Linked DNA regions of Macaca mulatta: region 2 is linked to region 1. A link is a contact called in public Hi-C data. All regions are on one chromosome and are shown on one strand. Each heading gives the region's core, a stretch centred on a gene start, on an enhancer-like site or on the middle of the called end of the contact. The rest is flanking DNA. Distances are from core to core; before and after follow the strand shown. Region 1 overlaps HSF2BP (heat shock transcription factor 2 binding protein). Region 2 holds the start of SIK1 (salt inducible kinase 1).

Evidence for each region. A called contact is a pair of places that touch in the nucleus more often than the background predicts.
Region 2: a Hi-C map of cortical neurons shows a contact between it and region 1, with 6 times the contacts expected there. The contact joins the promoter of SIK1 here to the enhancer-like site in region 1. A contact is called at or near these places in 5 of 14 Hi-C or Micro-C datasets (CD4 T cells, cortical neurons, fetal cortex germinal zone and 2 more).

What each region holds. Positions count from the first base shown.
Region 1 is chr3:3,889,684-3,897,432 of T2T-MMU8v2.0, reverse strand. HSF2BP (heat shock transcription factor 2 binding protein) reads right to left here. Exons shown (of 8, transcript XM_077995593.1): 4 at 2,832-2,935. Among named protein-coding and RNA genes, the nearest start is that of HSF2BP, 11 kb to the right of the region's middle. Within about 2 kb of position 3,307, at least 7 of the 40 cell types and tissues checked have an H3K27ac peak or open chromatin away from gene starts, as enhancers often do. A contact at or near this core is called in cortical neurons and fetal cortical plate, where this site is marked.
Region 2 is chr3:4,105,096-4,112,844 of T2T-MMU8v2.0, reverse strand. SIK1 (salt inducible kinase 1) reads right to left here and starts at 5,024. Exons shown (of 14, transcript XM_077995534.1): 1 at 4,903-5,024; 2 at 3,918-4,087; 3 at 3,315-3,431. The coding sequence starts at 4,073.

The sequences.
Region 1 (7,749 bases), core at 2,058-4,557:
ATTAATTAAATTTATTTAGCTGGGTGTCATGGCACATCTCTGTAGTCCCAGCCACTCTGGAGGTCAAGGAGGAGGATCGCTTAAGCCCAGGAGGTCGAGGCTACCGCAACTATTATTGCACCACTACACTCCAGCCTGGCAATAGAGCAAGATCCTGACTCAAAAAAAATAAAAATAATAAAATAAGTTTCTAGAGTCCTTCCTTATGATCTGTACAGGCCTGGACAGAGACTACAGCAAAGGCTACAGATAAGGCAGCTGCTAGAAGAGAAATGGCCTTGTTACAGCAACCTTGCAGGAGCCTCCCTCTGTATTCACCTTGCAGGAGCTTCCCTCTGTGTTCACCTTGCAGGGGCTTCCCTCTGTGTCCACCTTGCAAGGGCTTCCCTCTGTATTCACCTTGCAGGGGCTTCTCTCTGTGTTCACCTTGCAGGGGCTTCCCTCTGTGTTCACCTTGCAGGAGCCTCCCTCTGTGTTCACCTTGCAGGGGCTTCCCTCTGTGTTCACCTTGCAGGGGCTTCCCTCTGTGTCCACCTTGCAGGAGCTTCTCTGTATTCACCTTGCAGGGGCTTCCCTCTGTGTTCACCTTGCAGGAGCTTCCCTCTGTGCTCACCTTGCAGGGGCTTCCCTCTGTGTTCACCTTGCAGGGGCTTCCCTCTGTGTTCACCTTGCAGGAGCTTCTCTGTATTCACCTTGCAGGGGCTTCCCTCTGTGTTCACCTTGCAGGAGCTTCCCTCTGTGTTCACCTTGCAGGGGCTTCTCTGTATTCACCTTGCAGGGGCTTTCCTCTGTGTTCACCTTGCAGGGGCTTCCCTCTGTGTTCACCTTGCAGGGGCTTCTCTGTATTTACCTTGCAGGGGCTTCCCTCTGTATTCACCTTGCAGGGGCTTCCATCTGTATCGATCTTGCAGGGGCTTCTCTGTATTCACCTTGCAGGGGCTTCCCTCTGTGTTCACCTTGCAGGAGCTTCCCTCTTGTATCCACCTTGCAAGGGGCTTCCCTCTGTATTCACCTTGCAGGGGCCTCCCTCTGTATTCACCTTGCAAGGGCTTCTCTGTATTCACCTTGCAGGGGCTTCCCTCTGTGTTCACCTTGCAGGGGCTTCCCTCTGTATTCACCTTGCAGGGGCTTCTCTGTATTCACCTTGCAGGGGCTTCTCTGTATTCACCTTGCAGGGGCTTCCCTCTGTAGGCACCTTGCAGGGGCTTCTCTGTATTCACCTTGCAGGGGCTTCCCTCTGTATGCACCTTGCAGGGGCTTCCCTCTGTATTTACCTTGCAGGGGCTTCTCTGTATTCACCTTGCAGGGGCTTCCCTCTGTATTCACCTTGCAGGTGCTTCCCTCTGTAGGCACCTTGCAGGGGCTTCTCTGTATTCACCTTGCAGGAGCTTCCCTCTGTATTAAATTGGACTACTGAACAAGATTTTTAACTATACATAGGGAATAGCTGGGTGAAATATTCCCACATTTTAAGGTCAAAGTTCCAGGGCAACAAAACCCTAGTGATTTCAAGCTACTTTACCATGGCTGTTTCCTCCTTCTCAGTATGCATTTACTCGAATGGCTTTTTTTTTTTTTTTTTTTTGAGATGGAGTCTCGCTTTGTCATCCAGGCTGGAGTGCAGTGGCACGATTTCGGCTCACTGCAACCTCCACCTCCCGGGTTCAGGCAATTCTCCTGCCTCAGCCTCCCAAGTAGCTGGGATTACAGGCACCTGCTACTATGCCCGGCTAATTTTTGTATTTTTAGTAGAGACCGGGTTTGATCATGTTGGCCAGGCTGGTCTCGAACTCCTGACCGCAAGCGAACTGCCCACCCTGGCCTCACAAAGTGCTGGGATTACAGGCTTGAGCCACTGCACTTGGCCTGTTAGTACCATTATTATTCAAAACAAAAATATATCCAGGCCCCAAATTTTATAAAGAGTGTCGGAATATTTCTAGTTGTATGGAAAAGGAAGTTATGCCACACAAAAAGTTAAGCAATTTTTAAGAAATATTAGTTTATCTAATATTTATATAAAATATAACTGGCTAAAATATAATAATCCCCAAATTAATTACATGTACTTCTGATTTAATACACCTATCTCCAACTATAAGATATTATGTACATTTTTTTCCCTCAAGATTCTTATTGCTATGGTTTGGATGTGGTTTGTCCCCATCTAAACCATGTTGAAATTTGATCCCCAATGTGGCACTCTTGAGAGGTGGGGCCTAGTGGGAGGTGTATGGGTCATGGGAGTGGATTCCTCATGAATCGATTAATGTGCTCTCTGGAGGGTGAGTGAGTTCTTGCTCTCACAGGAATGGATTAGTTTCCCTGAGAGCAGGCTGGTAAAGAGTCTGGCTTCCTCAGTTTCTCTCTCTTGCTTTCTCTCATCATGTGATCTCGTCACACAGCCCGCTCCCCTTCTGTCATCATTTGAAGCAGCCTGAGGCCCTCACCAGAAAAAGATGCCCAATCTTGAACCTTCCAGCCACCAAAATCTCGACATAAATAAACCTCTTTTCTGTATAAGTTACTCAGTCTCAGATATTTTGTTACAGCAACACAAAATGAACTCAGATAATTATGAACCTTTATGTTGTAGGGCAGATTTTTAAACATAAAAGTTAAAACATACCAAGTGAATAACCTATGTGTTAAATGTTTACAAAATCCATCTGTTCAACTACATTCCAACACACTCAGAATACACACATTTACAAATACAATTTATTGAGGATTAAGAGTAAAAAATTCAGACCCACTGCTTATCATAAGTGAAAGGCTGTAAACCAATCCCACTTTCTGGCATGGTGAGAGCCTGTCCCTAAGCATGGTACCTTCTTGTCTCTTATGCTGTCGGCCTGCACGGTTTCCAGGCGGGCTTTAAAGTGCTCACAATCCATTTTCAGCTGCTCTAGTTCTTGCTCTTTCCTTTCCAGGTCTAGGAGAAAGAGACATAAAACTTCTTAAGATATTTCAAGTCACTAATCTCTCCCTAAGCACCTATTTTGCCCAGTCTTGACTTATTAAAACATGCACTAATTACTTAGGTAAGAACATCTGCATTTCTTGACTTCTAACCTGTTCTTGAATAATCAATATTCTAAAAGTCTTGTTCTCTAAATTCATCTCAGTTTTTAGCCCATAGCACAAAGGACTTTGGTTTTCTGTTCTGTGTTTTTAAGGCTTCGCTTTACTGCCAGACAGTACTCAAGGCTTCAAGAAAATGTGTTATTTAAAGGATTGAAGGCAGAGCTGAGAAGCCCGACTGTCTCATGGCACAGACTTGTCGCTACTCCATGAAAAGCAGAAGGCAGCTCAGGGAGTGCACGGCGCCAGCACAGGCTGATTCACAAAGCTAGTGTCACCCACTGGCAGACTGACTCAATGGGAACAACTGCAGTAGTCGGCACTGGAGGAGGGAAATAACAGTGATAAAAAAGAGAAAATGCTAGAGTGAAAGAGTGGGAACTACATAGTACTTCCTCTCCACCACATTCATTTAGTTGATGAGTCAACAACAACCAACAAAAATCCCAAAAAAATCCATGTCAATAAACCAAGCAAAAGCATTATCAACTTTAAATTTAAAATATTATGTTGCAGAAATACTGACATTCAAAAAAATCAAATACATAATACAAAGTTTTAAGTGTTTGATCTCAAGAGCTAGGAAATCATCAGTTTTTATGCCAACATATACCAAGATTTGAGGGTGCTAAGAGCTAATGGTCTAACTTCTCTGATTAAAGTAGCAATGCTTTAGGACAGTGATTCTCAAACTTTAGTGTACATCAGAATCCCTGGAGGACCTGATAATACAGTGTCGGCTGGGTCCCACCCAGTTTCCAATTTGGAACCCCTGAGGTGAGCCTGAGAATTTACATTTCTAACAAGTTCCCAGGTAAGACTCATGCTGCCTGTCTGGGACCCACATTTTAAGAACTACTTCTGGGCAATAACCTGGTCTCTCATCACCAATTAAATAAAATGAACATGCAACACATGACCAGCAACAGCAAACAAGGGAATCCATCCACAGGAATGTGAAAGAGCAAAAAAAAATGAAGAGTAATGGAAGGCAGCTACCTATTATTTGTCACATGAAGGAATTTCACTTCTTTACACATTCCCTCTCCTAATCCTTGAACCGAGAAAAACACAAGGCAACTCTGCTTATCTGTCTCATTCTTATACTCTCACTTGGGATGAGTGAGAAAGCCTCAAAGAGCCAGGCGCCTGGAAAACGGAACATTACTCCACCCTAGAGGAGAAAAAGCTCACAAACACTTCCTCAATTATGTGCAAACAAACGAGAAGGGGTAGGGCTTTCGAATCTAGGGATCCGAGAGGACAAGAGGAAGCCCGAATAAGAAACTTATGGGGACTGCTTAGAACACATGTGTATCCCCAAAGCCCTAAAGGAAACTTTAATAAAGGAAGGAAGAAATAAAGCTAGTCTCTAAATTTTCTAGAGACCCTGTCCCAGAAGAAAGATTAGAACCTAAAAGTAAATATTCAGACCAGCTAAACAGTATACAATTGGCTGGCAAAGCTTCTTATAAAATATGTTTCTCAGGGGCCAGGCTCGGTGGCTTACACCTGTGTAATTCCAGGGCTTCGGAAAGCCGAGGTGGGAGGATCGCTTGAGGCCAGGAGTTCGAGACCAGCCAGGGTAAGAACCCCATCTCTCAAAAAAAAAAAAAAGTGTTTCTCAGAAATAGAGCAAAGTGCCATTGGACTATATCCTCTCCCTCAAATCACAGTTTCATCTTCTGCTCTTTTAAGAAATATTATGCCACAATGACTTTTACTGGAATTCTTGATTTTATCCTAATCCTGGCCAAAAAAATCAACTAGCAAGCACTATGCTTTAAAAACTACATACTTGTATTATTTGTAACAATGTCAAATGGAAATACATTATTTATACACATACACACTACAATCATCATATATGAAATACCACCTACAGTCATAGACAAAAAAGAACAAACTGAAAAACTAAGACGAAATTTCTGTGATTTAAAATTTTTCTTTGCATTTAACTGTTAAATTTGGCTTCTACTATTAAACTATATATTACTCAAACATGATAAAGGAGATAGGAAATCTCTACAAGCCTTATGTATAAAAACCTGTGGGAATTAACTGTGACCACCCAAAAGGGCTCTCTTGCATTATGGTAATTTCATAATCACTTGTTCTAGACAGCTGTACGCAACCCTAGTGTAAGTTAACACACCAAAAGGACAGGGTTAAAACATCCGACTCTAGGACTCTACGGTAGGCAATCTCAGAATTCCGGTCAGTCAGGGAGGCCACACCCATCCACGCTAGGCTCCTGGGGAGGTGGCAAGTGCCCTTCTGCTGTGTGAGGCCGCCGCCTTGTGGCCAGATGGGAACATTGCTGCTGCCTTGGAACACAACTCTGACCTTGCATTTTCAACTTGGCCCGCTGTGTGCCTGCTACCTAAAAGCACCCTGAAGGCAGGGATTTGCATACGTTTTCTTCTATGCCTACCCTCCAAATGTCTATATGGAACATAGTAGGCAATACAAAAATATTTGTCACATAAATTTATTTCACTTCTTTATACATTCCTTCTGCTAATCTTTGAACCAATAAAAACACACAGCTACTTTGGTTATCTGTATGTCTCATTCTTACACAATAAGAATATATTACTTTTGTAATTTTTTTAAACCCAAGAGACAGAAATAATATGAACAGTGAATATTACAAACAACCTAAATCATAGACCATTAAAACATCTATGTATCTTCTGAAACAACCTTTATTTATTTTTTTTTTTATTTTTATTTTTGAGACGGAGTTGCTCTGTTGCCCAGGCTAGAGTGCAGTGGGGAGATGGCACGATCTCAGCTCACTGCAACCAACATCTCCCAGGTTCAAGCGATCCTCCCAACTCAGCCTCCTGAGTAGCTAGGGCTACAGGCACCCGCCACCACGCCTGGCTAATTTTTGTATTTTTAGTAGAGATGGGGTTTCACCATGTTGGCCAGGCTAGTCTTGAACTCCTGACCTCAAGTGATCAGCCCATCTTGGCCTCCCAAAGTGCTGAGATTACAGGCGTGAGCTGCTGCAAGCAGCCGATAATCATTTCTTAATACAGGTCTAATAACATGAGAATGGCTGTATCTCTTAATACTCAACTTATTCACAGGGAGGGTACAGAAAGCTAGAAATGAAAAGAAGGGTTTCTAAAACACTAATCAAAGAAAACTGCACAAACGGCATCAATTTATCTATTTCTTTATCACCTGGTATGTGAGGTTGGGAGTTCAAGAGCAGCCTAGACAACATGGTGAAACCCCATCTCTACTAGAAATACAAAAATTAGCCCAGCATGGTGGTACATGCCTATAGTCCCAGCTACTCGGGAGGCTGAGTTGTGAGGACTGCTTGAACCTGGGAGGCAGATGTTGCAGTGAGCCAAGATCATGCTATTGCACTTCAGCCTGGGCGACAGAGCAAGACTTCATCTCATAAAAAAAAAAAAAAAAAAAAAAAAAAACTAAGATCAATCTTGAACTCAAATTAATTCTGTTGATTTCCCAAACCAGAGTCAGGGAACTTTGCTTTCCATTCACTGACACACATACATGACATGAATAGTAGGGTGGTCAGGGGTGATATTCAAGCACTACACGCCTCTTCCCCCTCCATCTTGACCACCTTTCCACCTCCTCTGTCCATAAGCTCCCCAAGTGTTTTTTTCTCTACTTTCCTGTGTTCTAGACAATCTCCACCCTGATCTGTGCCCCAAGAGGCGGATGTGAAGTCCCATAGCAACAGGGCTCCCTCGTCCTATGGCTTCCTGTTGGATGCAGTAGCAGCCCTGCAGGAAACTGGAGGACAGGAGGAGATGACTAAGGGTGGGACCTGTCTCCCCACTCCATCCTCCCTGCTGGGCTTCATCCTTCTGGGTGAGGCCACAGGTGCTGTCAAGCATCTTGTCCAGAGCAACGCCTCTCACCAAGTCTGGTACCTCTCTCCCTTCTCCTGCTCCTTCAACCTAGGGGAGGCGATGGCGCTCCACTCGTCAGTTCCTGGATGCTTCTTTCTCCAGGCACTGGTTCCCTGAACCCTGATCACACTTTAATCTCTTCACTTTACTGTTTACTCCTTTTGTTCCCTGCCAAGATATGGATGTGACAAACTCTTGATGTTCTTTCATTTGGGCCACAATAAACTCTGAGTCAAAGTAATAATCCTTTTTTGGTGCTCACTCTTTGGTTCCACTCTTCATGGACATTTCTCAAGTTCTTATTTCTACAGACTACAAATAATTCTTCCCAGAACTGAAATGGGGGTACCTCATATCAAACTCTGTAAATTAATCTCAAAATATCCTACAAACACTTTAGAAATAACATAGTGCAGTGGTTTTCAAATCCTACTGCTAAGAATCTAACAGTACCCGGGGAACAATTACAGTCTCATAAACATTTAATTAATACCCTATTTTACAATGTTATTTAAACTTTTTATTTGGAAGTAATTTCAAATTCACAAAAACTAATACAGAAAAAAAAATGCCCATATATCTCTTTACCCAGACTTACCTACCATTAACATTTTGTTTGCCTCATTTGCTCATCATTTATTTATTTAATTTAAAAAAATTTTTTTTTAGAGATGGAGCTTCCCTCTGTTGCCCAGGCTAGAGTACAGTGGCACGATCTCGACTCATTGTCACTTCTGCCTCCCGGGCTCAAGCGACTCTCTTG
Region 2 (7,749 bases), core at 3,775-6,274, 210 kb before region 1:
CTACAAACAATCCACCAGAACCCCAGGAGATTTCTAACTTCTCTAGGACAAAAGCATTCGTCATTTAAAAATGCAAAGAAAAGAAAAATTTCTGCAATTAAAAAAAAAAACACAGGAGATTCCTCCTCATAAAGACAGCTTTAAAAAATCAGAGGTGAATTCCTCACTGACTTACCTATCCTGAGACACCTTTGCTCTCACGAAAGGTCTAAATATGTTAGAATTCTCCTCTGTGGTCATATTTAATTCAAGTCACCTCACATACAATTTGAGAATGCTTAGGCCGGGGCATGGTGGCTCACGCCTGTAATCCTAGCGCTTCGGGAGGCCAAGGCAGGAGAATCGCTTGAGCCCGGGAGTTCGAGACCAGCCTGGTCAACATGGCAAGACCCCATCTCTACAAAAAATACAAAAACTAGCTAGGTGAGGTGGTGGGCGCCTGTAATCCCAGCTACTCAAGAGACTGAGGCAAGAGGATCGTTTGAACCCGGGAGACGGAGGTTGCAGTGAGCCGAGATCGCACCACTGTGCACCAACCTGGGCGACAGAGCAAGACTCCATCTCAAAAAAGGAGAGACAGATCTCTGAAGGCTACAGAGGAGGAGACTGCTGGAAGTTTGCTGGGCTTTATAGAAGCCTAGCAGGCAAAAGATGAGTCCAATCAATGGTCAGAGCCACCTGAGTAATAGAGAACGCACACCCCATTCCTACTCGCTTGATTGACAGGATGAATGAGGCTGTGGGAACCCAGCTTTGCCAGGTCAGCTGCAGTGGGCTGCTCAGTGCACAGCCCATCACTCAGCATGTAGCCACCCAACAACCATGCCAATATAGCCCTTCCAAGTTCATTCACTGATCAATAACTTTATTTTACTTAAAAAGAGATTTAAAAATATAACATATGTCTGTGAGTACTGAAAAATTTTGGAGAGGATGAGACAGTATATTCTTATGAAAAAAGATTTATTTGGGTTCAAAATATACAGTTATTCCTCTAAAAAAGATGCTTTGTGCTGGAGGCGGTGGCTCACGCTTGTAATCCCAGCACTTTGGGATTACCCAGGCTGATCACTTGAGGTCAGGAGTTCGAGACCAGTCTGGCCAACATGGTGAAACCCCACCTCTACTAAAAATACAAAATTAGCCAGGCGTGGTGGCCTGTGCCTGTAGTCTCAGCTACTTGGGAGGCTGAGGCAGGACAATCGCTTGAACCCGGGAGGTGGAGGTTGCAGTGAGCCGTGATCGACTGCACGACTGCCCTCCAGCCTGGGCAACAGTGAGACTCCATCTCAAAAAAAAAAAAAAAAAAAAAAAAAAGATGCTTCAAAGATTGCTGCTTTGAGTTGTAAATCTAGTAAGAAAAGTGTTCTATAAATTCTAGCAGTTTGGCAAGAATTTTAACTGCCCCGCCCCCGTGTGTGGTGGAATAACTCTAAGACCACTGCTTACCCTGTCCCCAACTGAAGAAACGGAGGAGGAGGAAAAGAATTAAAAGTCAAAGTGTTTAAACTTTTTGAAAGTCTAAAAACGTTCAGCAGGGTTCTGGGGCTCCGGCCCGCGTAATGAAAATTAGACACTAGCGGCTGGGCACGGTGGCTCACGCCTGTAATCCCAGCACTTTGGGAGGCCAAGGTGGGCCAAGATCACAAGATCAGGAGATCCAGACCATCCTGGCTAAAATGGTGAAACCCCATCTCTACTAAAAATACAAAAAATTAGCTGGGTGTGGTGGCGGGCGCCTGTAGTCCCAGCTACTTGGGAGGCTGAGGCAGGAGAATCACTTGAACCCAGGCGGTGGCAGTTGGCAGTCAGCCGAGATTGCGCCACTGCTCTCCAGCCTGGGTGACAGAGCCAGACTCCGTCTCAAAAAAAAAAAAAAAAAAAGACAGGAGGAAAGAAAAGAAAAGAAAATTAGACACTAGCGTCAAAACCAGAGGAATAAACGTCATTGCTACACCACTAAATTCTATCATCTCCAAACAGTTAAGAATCACATACAGCAGCAGTAAGAAAATGCACCTCCAGAAAAGACCTCCAGCACCAATCACACGGCAATTTGTTTCTTTAACGAGCTAATTCCACACAATGGGAAAGGAGAAGAACAGGAAGAAAAGGAAGGTACTTCCATTAGGGTTCAGGCCTTGAGCAAAGTCAGGAACAAAACCAGCTCAGCCCACTCCTGAGGAAATGGGCTGGGCACGCTGCACAGGCAGTACACCAGTACCATGGAGCACACAACTTAAAAATGACAACAGAAACAAAACACAAACCAGGTGAACACGGCATGAATTCTGTGCTTAAAGACGCTGAGCAAACTGTTGTCACAGTGAACACAAGCTCCGCCAATACCGCTACTTTTATTTTAATCTAGTGCAGAGGCTTTTGGAGGATAATTTCAAATCATAATTCTCTCTCCTACCACACTGTACACCGAGCCGTCCCAATTGCACAAACACACACAGCATCCCAGAGTCGTCTCACATTCCATTTCATACGAATCATTAAGAGGAACTTCAACCCAACACAAATGGATGAAATAGCACCTGCAAAGAACTTCTTCTGCAAGAAGACTTGATTTCACCCCTGCAAAAGTGGCCATTTATCATTAGGGAGGTGTAAATGATTGCTTTGCTGTTCTAATTAGATTAGTACTTATTTCCTCATGATATAATTTATTAATTTCAACATGAGATCAAAAATTAAGTCACAAAGTAAGTAAGTCACAAAATAAACCAACAGATAGGGCAAGGCACGTTCCTAGCGTGGATTAAATGACAAGCTCCTTACTCTTACTATGGAAAAGTATTTTCATCTCTCCGTTTTTCATGGAAGAGTTTAAATAGGGAAAACAAATGCTCTCTACTGTCCTTGCAAAAATAAACTAATGAAAACCGGTAAGAGCAGCTGGCTTTAAAGTTTAATAATTATCTGCAAAGGTAGAAGTTTCCAGTTTCACTCAAATTTGTCCTTTTATACTAAATGTGTGACCTGTGGCAATACCTACAGATGCATTTGTCTGTTTTCATAGTAAAGCAAATTTACAACAGATCTATACACATTTAAAACTGGATCAGGTTAGGATACTAAATAAAATTCCAATGAAGCAAATCTCAATTATGATCCAAAAGCAATAATTGCAAATATATCTGCACAGCCCATAAAAATCAGTCTATTTACCTTATATAACCAAATGCCCAACTTCCACACACCCCCCAAAAGGGAAGCCACCTTCAGAAATTGCAGACTTCCGTTGTTGGAAATAAAATACAACACATTTGCCAGGATTAGCAGAGAAAGGCAAGCTGACCCCTTACCTGGTAGAGCTTTATGATATGTGGATGGTTCAGAAGCTTCATCAGCTGAACCTCACGATAGATTTTCTCCAAATTGCTTGAATCTAATCGTGTTTTATCAATTATTTTTATTGCAACCTACGGATTTTAGAAAGAAAAAGGATATTTTGTTTTGTTTTGTTTTAAAAAACCCTCAACCTAATTTACACATTTCATCTTTTGCAAGTTAATTTCTCAACACTTTGTCTACAAAGGATCACAAGAAGTTGGGAAAACATAACCAAAGTAACCACTAATGTTATTTAAAATAATCCGAGTTAAGTAAGTGCATTAAGTATTTGCAGGCTCAGTTTACAGGGCTTAGCTCTGAGTCCATGAACCACTGCCCTCTCAGGTTGGTCCTTTTTTTGCCATTATCCTCTCTGCTTTCTCCCAATATATGTGCAAATTATGCAGCAACATAAAGCATTTTTTTTCTTTACCGAACTAAAAACGATTACTGTTCACCCACCACGACAATCAAGCCTGCAGCACTGAATCCACATGGGGTCCACCCGCCAAGGGTCGGTCGCCCCAGCCCCAGTGGGAAGGCCCCGCCGGCTGGGTCCCGCTCCCCCCACGCACCTGCGTTTTGGTGACTCGATGCCGCGCCAGCTTCACCACCGCGAAGTTGCCTTTGCCCAGGGTCCGCTCAATGTCGTAAAAACCCACCCGGAGGGGTTTCTGCAGGCCCTGACCCTGGCCCGCCGGGTCCGCGCTGAACTCCGACATGATAACCATGGCTCCGCGCGCACCTGCGGGGCCGCACAGAGCTCAGAGCCCACCAGCGCCCCCGCCGCTCGCGGTCGGCTCCACCCGTGCCCGCGGAGCCCCCAGTCCCTACGGGACGCGGGGACCTGCTCCCACGCCTGTCGCCCTCACTCTATCCACGGACCCCTCCCGCCCCTTGGGAAGTGTGGAACCGCCCCCGCCTCCCGCGGTCCGCTCCACCCGGACCCGCGACCCTCTGAGCCCCGCGGGGCGCGCGGACCCGCTCCCAAACCCGCCCCCGCCGCCCGAGTTCGGTTCCGTCCCGATCCCGGGACCCCCTGAGCCCTGCTTCCACACTCGCCTCCCACCGCCCGCTGTCGGTTCCGTCCCCACCCCCGACCCCTTAGCACCTCTGGGCGCGGACCCGCTCCCACACCCGGCCCTGCCGCCCGAGGTCGGCTCGATCCGGATCCCAGGACCGCCCCTAGCCCCGCTCCCACACCCGGCCCCCGCCGCCCGCGATCCGTCCCGTCCCCACCCCCGACCTCCCAGGCACCTCGGGGTTCGCGGACCCGCCCCCCACACCCGGTCCCTCCGCCCGCGGTCGGCTCCAACCCTACCCCCGGCTCCCCAGCCCCCGAACCCCGCGGACCCACTCCTACTCCGGCCCCCGTAACAAAGGGGAGCCCGAGGGCAGCGGGGCCGCCAACACCGCCCGCGACCCCCCGCGCGCGCACGGCCGGGGACCCTGCGCGGTGGCCGCAACCCCGAGCCCCGGCCCGGCGACAGCGCGGAGCCCCCACGGCGGCCACCTCCGCCCGCCCGGAGCCCGCCGCTGCCGCCGCTGCCGCCGCCTCACCTCAGCCGCCCCCGGAGCGCCCAGGCCAGGAAGCCGCCCGCTCGGCCGCTCGCGCTGCTCGGGCGCCTACTGCTCCGGCCGCCGCCGCAGCTGCTGCCGCCTCCGGGTCCGCGCCGCATGTCAGCCCGAAGCCGCCGCGCTCCGCCGCACGCGGCGCCCGGCCCCGCCCCGGCCCGCCCCGGCCCGCCCCCCGCAGGCCCCGCCCCCTGCCCCGCCCCCGCCGCCCGGGCGGGGGCCGCCCATTGACGTCGCTTTGACGCCAGAGCGACGCGCGGCCGAGCGCCGGGAGGAGGGAGAGCGGGAGATCGGGCGGTTGCCAAGAGACTGGCGGCTCTGACGCGCGCGGGATGAGGCCGTTGCCCTGGCGACCGCGGGCCGGTGACGTCAGGGGCGCCCGCCGCCCGAGGCCCGCCCGCCTGTGCTCCGCCGGGCGCCCCCTCCCGGGCGCTGGGGGCACTGCGGGCGGCCCCACCGCCGCGGGCGCGCCCGCTCCTCCACGCGCGGGGATTCGGGCCGGGCCCCGCGGGCGCCTTATGCTCGCTCCCTCCGGGATGGGATGGCTCTCGGGCAGGGGTCGCCGGCCCCTCCACGTGACCCGCGTTCGTCCCGGCTCGGAGCCTCCGGACGTGTGGGGGCCCGGGGACCTCGCGGGCTCGCGCGTGGGGCTGGCGGCGCAGAGGCCCCAGGGCGCTGCAGGGCGCGGGGCCACGCGAGGCGCCCGGCCACACCCAGGACGCCCTAGGCCCCGAGAGGCCGCTTGCCCTCGGGGACGTCAGCCGCTTTTGCTGTTATAATCTCACATGTTCAGCAAGTTAGAAACTTGAAACCTAAGGAAGCGTGGCCGGCCGCTCTGGAAGCCCAGCCGCGCAGCCGGTCCCGGCCCCGGCCCTCAGCGGCGCTGGCGTCTGCGCGCCCCGGGGCTGCTCCCGCAGCATATGGGGCTGGGACCCTGGGCCCGCGCGGGCCCGAGCGGACGCTGCGGGCGGTGACAGAGCCAGGCCGGCCGCCTGGGGAGGGGACGGGGACGCGGGACCACTTCCCTGCCCGCGGCCGCTGCCTCATCCGAACGTAAAACGTTTTCTCCAGGGCAGACAGAGGCTATGGGCGAAGGTATTTTTTAAGCCTGAGGACACAGTTGGGAGTTAGATTCTGGATCGCGCCTAGGGTCACTTTTCCTTGTGTTAAATAACACTACTTCACAGAAGGGGGAACGAGAATTCAGGGAAGTTGGCACAAAACTTGGAACCCTTCTCGGGAGGCTTTCCTGCCTGGGCGGACGCCTGGGAGGAGGGCCCGGAGAAACTAGGATGAGCTTCTCCTGATTCGCCCCGGCAGTCTGACTACAGATTTCCCAATCGCCCCCCCCACCCCCCCACACACACGGGGGTTGTTTGGGAGTCATTTGGTTTTCAAAGGCTTTCAAGGAAATGAAGAGTCCCAAAGTTTCCCTTAATCCTTCAAAGTGCTTTTTCCTTTGTCCCAGGTTTATACACCAAGTATACAGGGGAATGTTTTTAGTTCCTTTCAGCTGAACAGTTGACATCTGCCTTTTTTTCTTCTGGAGGCCCCAACACCCTGTTAATCTCCTAGGAGAGCTAAACAAAAACAAGGCTGGACGCCGTGGCTCCCGCCTGTAATCCCAGGGCTTTGGGAGGCTGAGGCAGGAGGATCACTTGAGCTCTGGAGTTTGAGACCGGCTTGGACAACATAGCAAGACCTCGCCTCTATAAAACATTTAAAAAATAGCCAGGTGCGGTGGCGCAGGCCTGTGGGGCCAGCTACTTGGGAGCCTGAGGTGGGAGGATGGCTTGAGCCTGGGAGATTGAGGCTGCAGTGAGCTGTCATTGCACCACTGCACTCCAGCCTGAGCAAGAGAACAAGGCCCTGTCTCAAAAAAGAACAAAGATAAAAGGCGGGGTGGGGGAGAAACCAGGCCCCTGATCACACTCACCATTCAGTCCCTCAGCCTGTGACTTAAAATATCTGCCCCCCTCATACAGGAACCAGGCTTCCCCACCCCTCCCACCCTAGCCAGCGTCTTCCAAAAGGTCTTAGGTATTTGCAAACACCTGGCTGGCTGTTTGGAAACAGTTCATCAGCACCAAATAAAAACTGCAGCCAAACCTGCCTCCGCAGAACAGGTCCCCACACTCAGGTGCCCTTGACCTTTCACCTCGACCCAGCCCTGAGCTTCCAAAACCCCGAACAGCCCTGTGCCAACCATGGCCATCCTGTTTTCCCTTCCCTGGCCCCGCGGGCGAGGAGCTTGCTCTGCAGAGAAAGGCAGGAAGCACAGAGGAAAAGGCAAGCTTGGAACTGCAGTCCCGTCTCCCCAGTGGGGGAACCCCTGGCACCCTCATAACTAAGTCTGTGCTTCAACCAGGCCTCTGCTACCCACTGTCTTTCATTGTTATTTGTGTCCTTGACCCCCGGAAGCTGTATTTCCTTTCAGAAGCTTTGATTTGCTTTCTGTTTTCTGGTCTTCCATGCTTTTAACACATTATGAGGAAAAATAAAACACATGGTGTGAGTCTAAGGATACACGCAAATGATTCGAGAAACTCCTCACTGAACGTAATGGAAGGAATGCTCCCAAAGTCTGCAGGAATGGTACTTTATTATTATGGTTTGCATATTATTACAGATTTGTGGAAAACAGTTTTCCTTTCCACGTGGAGTTTCTTCAGCCTGCCTTATGATTGCCATGTTTCTGGAGTTCATCTTGTGTTTTAGGCCTTAAGACTGGAAACCCCAGCAGGAAATGGGTTCGTTTAATATTCATAGTTGCAGCGTGGGCCACAAGCGTGTCATAAAACTCTCAAAATAAATTGATAAACACAGAGAGTG